Regions from separate parts of the Drosophila melanogaster genome. Here region 2 is linked to region 1. The links are chromatin contacts, called in public HiChIP or PLAC-seq maps. All regions are on one chromosome and are shown on one strand. Each heading gives the region's core, a stretch centred on a gene start, on an enhancer-like site or on the middle of the called end of the contact. The rest is flanking DNA. Distances are from core to core; before and after follow the strand shown.

Region 1 (2,807 bases), core at 8-2,507:
CCTTAGCCTCTTTGCGCAGTTTTTTTTCGCGCTTGCGACGCTCCTTGTCCTCATCCCCAGCGCTCTTCTTCATAAAGTTGAACATCTTATGTGGTGTGTGGGGTCCTTAGGTGCTAGCTGCGGAAGGGGGGCGTTGGTGGGTTAATGCGAAGTTCAAGGGCGTGACCAAAAGTCTGGACTAATTCGATTTGCACTGTTCTCTTTGCTGCGCTCTATCCAGGGGTGGATCTAGACAAACGTGCAGGGCATACCGTTCATTTCCAAACTTGAAATTACAACTTACATTTTTAAAATCAGTAACACAATTTTAATTCACTGAATAGTTTAAAGTACGGTATTTATGTGATTTGATTTTACAAAAACATTTAAGGTGCCCATAATCCACGTTTAAGGTCCCCTGGATTTCGCCCCTGTACTGCTCAGTCCTGTTCTCTTCGTATTGCTATCTCGCTCTTACAATTGCACAGCCACTTCGAGCAATGCACCCGCCCGCACAACAACCGTTATCTTGCCACGGTGTTTGTGTGAATGTGCACATTTGCAAATCACATAAACAATGGCATATTTCTTCACTTTTGCACCCACATTTCTTCTGCTGCGGTGGCGGCTTTACTTTTGTCATTGAGTCGTTGCCATTTGCCCTGTTTCTGTTATTATTTATTATTCAATTATGCGCTTTCTTTTCCACAGCTAGCATACATTTGTTTTGTTTTCACACGGTAACACACACACACACAAAGAAAGGGGGGCTCGTGGCTGCGTTGGTATTGATTGCTCGAGACTGCACTCTTCCCTTCTCTCTACACCATCTCTTCATATTTTTCATTTCTCCAACTAATTGAATGCAACCGATTCTGCCTCATTACTTATGCTCATGCTTTTCCAATTGCTCATATTCGGCGAACGCTCTTATTCGGCCACAGCCCACAGTGATACACACGATAGGCAGAAAAAGAAAGTTGAGAGTCAATAACACCTTTGTTTTTGCACTTTTCTACGCCTTTTTTGATAACACACACAAACATTGGGAGGGACTCACGCACACACAGTCGCGCTGGAGTCGTTATTTGTTTATTTGAAAGTGGCATGCTATGTTCTCCCTTCCGATTGGGTTGCAAGTTATTTACCTCGTTTTGTGCCAATGGGGCACTTTATTCGCTACTCGTTTTTTGTTTTTTTTTCGGATTCAAAGGAGACTTCGCGTTCTGCATAAACAAATCTGAGCAAGAGTGCCCAAAGAGGTGAATATCAAATTTGATCTGGGAAACTGGAAAAGAGAACTGACTTTTTCTAGCTACTTACACATGGTCATACTTATCAGAGTATCTACTTAGTGCGGACAGGAACCATATATAAAATTGATAGGGCTTCCAAATTTTTGATCAATTATGCTTTGAAAAGTTATAACAATTTGTCGATATAAGAAATAGTTTTGTATACATAGCATATAAAATAAAGTTTTTAAAAATGAATTTAATAACAATACAGCATTATTATTAATCTGCAGTTCATACATTCAAATTTGAAGTGAATTCTAGTTAAAGAGTCGGCCTAGACAGTCAGAAAACAGAACTATTGCCTTCTAAAACATTTAATTTAAATTTAAGGGATATTTGCGCGTTGTACAGCTCTTAAATAATGTCTCTCTCTGGCATCTTTCCACCGTAACAGTCGCCTAACTATCGCTAAAACAGGTGGCAACGCGGATCGAATCAGTTATCGAGCCAGTTATCGAAAAAAAGTGAAGCGTAAAAACTAAACGGTACTTGGAAAATTTACTTTGCCTGTGTGCGTGCTTCTGTTTATGAAAACTACGTTTTTAAGCATTTGCAATTGATGCAACGTTGCTTTGGAAGGCAAGAAAACACCAAGTGGAAACGCCCGGGTGGCGGAAATCGACTTCCAGTGCGCGAGTGCGAGATTGTGTGTGTTTCGTTCCGTCCTCTGGTGTCTGGCACCTTAACACAACAACAACTACAGCAGCAGCAGCAACAACAACAATAGCAAGCAGCAACAACAACACACGCACAATAATAAGAAGGCCTGTGACGTTGTCGCTGCCGTCACCATCTAAAGGAAAATACCAAAACGAGTAGGAAAACAAACCGCAGTGCAGTAGGGAAAGCAAAAGTCGGGTTTTTTTTTTTACAAAACTAGGTGGGTTCTTGTATTTTTCACCAGCATTTCCACAATTTCCATTTCCACGAAGTGATTTGACATGTTGCGCTGCTAGGTCGCCGCTGCCCACACACACTCGCACACTCGGTGGTTCACTCACTCAGCCACTCACACCCACACGGCCAGACAATCACACGCACACGGCCAGACACTCACACATACACTCACACTCATACACCTTTGTGGCAGACACGCGTACTGTCTGTCTCCCTCCCCCTCGCACCCACAGTCTGGCCTCACTCGCACTTTGCAATGCAGCCCTGTCTGTGTGACTGCCTCGGTGTGCGAGCGCCTGTCCGCTTATGCCTGTGTGTGTATTTTGTCGATTTTTATTTTATGTACATTTGTTTACAGTTTTAGATAGATAGCGACATTTGTACAGCCGGCGGCCATCCGTCGTTGACATTTTCGCAAATTGTAAATGAATATGCTTTTGCTTTTGCAGTTGTGCCAGTGTGAGTGCGAGTACGAGTGCGAGTGCCGCCTGCGAGTCCCCTGTATGTGTACATATGTATATGTATGTATTATATATGCATATACATAAGTTCATGAACAGTCGCCGCCGTCGACTTGTTTTGATTTAATTTCGCGCTAAATGCAATCGCGAACAATTTTCACTCGTATCGCCG
Region 2 (2,835 bases), core at 169-2,668, 88 kb after region 1:
TGAATCACCACCACCACAGCCTATGGCCAGGCCACGCCCTAAGCCTGTCCAGCCGCGTCCCATCATTGATCAAAATCAGCTACAGGACGATCACGTTGACCAGCAGCAGCAGCGTCGCCGTCAGCCCGTTTCCCAGACCATTCGCAAGTGGCGTGAGGAAAACGAGGACGGAAGCATCACATGGGGCTATGAGAACGACGACGGATCTTTCAAGGAGGAGCTGATCGGCACCGATTGCATCACCAAGTGAGTAAAACAGATTGAATCCAACCTCTTTCTCCCACTTACCCAAACTTCTCGTTCACCAGGGGAACCTATGGCTACGTTGATCCAGATGGCAACAAACGTGAGTACCACTATGAGACTGGAATCAAGTGCGATCCTAACAACCGCAACAACGAGGAAGAGCTACAAGAGAACGGGTTCGTCAACTACGAAGAGAATCGCGCCGTGCTGCCCAATGGTCTGGAGATCGACATGACGCAGTTGGGCAAGAAGAAGTCGAAGCGCCCGAACGGCTTTTACAGGAACTGATACTCCCCACAACATATAGTCCCTTAAGTCAAGCAGCTCGTAGTTCGTCTTACTTGTATTCCACTTATAATTATGTTCATACTCCATTGAGTGTCAAGTGAAAGATTAAAATGATTAGAATAGATGAAAGTGAAGAATCAGTACGGACGCTGGCGCCTGGCGGTTGGCGGCAGTCGGTTGGGCGGAGTAATCGAGATGTCCAGAAAGTCTCCAATGCTGAATTTGGCCTGAGCAAGTGTCTTATTATCATCGATTCCTTTTTGACCCGTGCAGGTCACTCCGATTTCGCGCATCTGGAAGTGATTACTCCGGAAGTTGGGGTACACGACAGCAAAGTCAAAGTAGGTGCCCTTCTTCCGGGTGTCCGGATTGACGTCTCGCACCAGAGAGGTCAGTTCGTGCAGGGTGGCGTCTTGCCAGGTGTAAATCTGAAGCTCGTTGGTGGGCACGTTGCCGAACATATACTCCGACACGGAGTGGTGTCGTCCCGTAGAGCAGAAGACACGGAGCAGCATAGGACAGGTCTGGAAAATACATAAACTTATTAACACATCTAGAGCAAACGCGAAGTAAACATGACCGGGGTCACAAACAAACCTTCTCGCGGTCAATCTGCTTGACCTGCGTCTTTTCCTCCACAATCATAGATTCCACGTTGGCCATGTCTCCCTATTCTGCGGTATATCGTTACTAATTTTCTTAATTTTAATACAAAATGCACTTTTAATGCCGTATATTCCGGCTTCTCTTTGCTCTTTTCGATAACTATATAATCGAATGCAGCAATCCTATCGCACATCGCCGAGTGTGACCGCTTGTCGCATACTTATCGGGTTTTAGTTTAATCGATGTTTCCAGAAGCACCAAAATTCGCCGTTTCTCAGCTCTAGTCCGAAAACAAAATTCGCTGTGAGCGGTTGTGTCGTCGAACGTGAAACTACGCGTCTCCGCGAATGACGCAGACTGGAAGCTTCCACTGGCATGACAATCGTCTAAAAACATTCAACAATAGCGGTGCACTTGCAAATTACTGTTGCCGCAACAACAATAACAACTGCTTCGCTAAGCAGTAGCTGCGACCACAACAACAAGGAGGAGAGCAACAACAACGGTGGAGAAGAGCCGTTTGTTATTGGCGCATAAAAGCAGAATCGCAATTTGGCCACTGAATAGTTTCTAAAAACGGTGAGTACATTGTGGCAGCGGTCCATTTGCATACCGAATTGAGATTTGCACTTTTTGCAAGAGTTTCTTATGTAACGGCAACAGCAGCAGCAGCAGCAGCTGAGTTTTACGTGCAAATTGTTGCCGTTGCTTTGCTTGTGTTGGTGCCGCAGCGTCTGCGAAAAGTCACCCTCTTTGCAACCACCCTTCACCCCCCCTCATATTTCATTTATGCATCGCTCTCTCGCTCGATTTGTTTATAAACATTCAGGAATAAGCCGCTGCTAAATACTGAACTGTTTTTATCTCAAGAAGTACAAGGTTATCCCATCCCCAGCCACCCACTTTCGATCTCCTCATTTTTATGCATGCGCCATCATTTGCCGATAATAGTGCCATTCTGTTTGTTGTTCTAAATGTTCTAGTTATTGCAGTAGCGTGGAAGGTGTGGTCATATGGTGGTTTCTATTGTGTCAACAAGGAATCAGTTTCCCAAAAGCTGCATATTTGTTTTTATTTTTAGTCAAATACCAAGAAATAAGTCAATCCAGACATTTGATATTTTTAGAAACGGAATAAACCCCGTTTAAGTGCACAGAAACAGAATCTGTGATTACCCTGGTAAAAGAAAAACACTAGAAGGGGAAAATACCCCACTTGAATTAACCCCCTGCTAAAGGGTATTTTCGCTTCGGCGTGTCTGAATATTTTTAGTTGGCTCGTGTTTTAAAGTCCTCGAATCCACTCCCACCTCGTTGATCCTGCAGCAGCTGTTTTTGCCACAGTTCCTGCTGCTCTTGCGTGGGAGCAGAATGTTTGTTGTTCCTGCTGTTGTTATTGAATCCCCCCTCCCCCCCCTTCGTCCTTGGCCATTGTTCTGTGGACTCGTTTTGGCCGGAGCGGAGGGGTTGCAGCCGTGACCGTGACTGACTGCCCGTAACCCCAGCAACGACCACATAGTGGACGATGTTATTGTTATCGCATACTTTGGTAACCAGTGCACTGTGGTCGGGATGACCAATATGAAGTAAGACGCATTAAAGCTGTTTCTTTAGTCACTTTAAAAAATGAAAAATTTATAAAGATAATACTCAGCAATACTTCTGCGACAAATTCACATTCGTAAATTATTCAAAT

What was found. HiChIP or PLAC-seq counts read pairs in DNA pulled down with a chosen protein or histone mark.
Region 2: a POLR2A S2P HiChIP or PLAC-seq map of the Kc167 cell line shows a contact between it and region 1, with 2.3 times the contacts expected there. The contact joins the promoter of sra here to the promoter of Mhcl in region 1. A contact is called at or near these places in 9 of 107 Hi-C or Micro-C datasets (the Clone 8 cell line, the Kc167 cell line, the S2 cell line and 2 more) and 1 of 6 datasets of contacts at active chromatin or transcription factors (the Kc167 cell line).

Annotation. Positions count from the first base shown.
Region 1 is chr3R:16,097,504-16,100,310 of dm6, forward strand. It overlaps Mhcl (Myosin heavy chain-like), which reads right to left and starts at 1,258. Exons shown (of 18, transcript NM_169701.3): 1 at 1,128-1,258; 2 at 1-117. The coding sequence starts at 85. Akt (Akt kinase) reads left to right here and starts at 1,725. Exons shown (of 7, transcript NM_001300425.1): 1 at 1,725-2,157.
Region 2 is chr3R:16,185,581-16,188,415 of dm6, forward strand. sra (sarah) reads left to right here and starts at 1,419. Exons shown (of 2, transcript NM_079654.3): 1 at 1,419-1,719. It overlaps CG8927, which reads left to right. Exons shown (of 3, transcript NM_142270.2): 2 at 1-246; 3 at 309-655. The coding sequence ends at 534. Bin1 (Bicoid interacting protein 1) reads right to left here. Exons shown (of 3, transcript NM_001316512.1): 2 at 1,132-1,526; 3 at 576-1,058. The coding sequence starts at 1,197. The coding sequence ends at 672.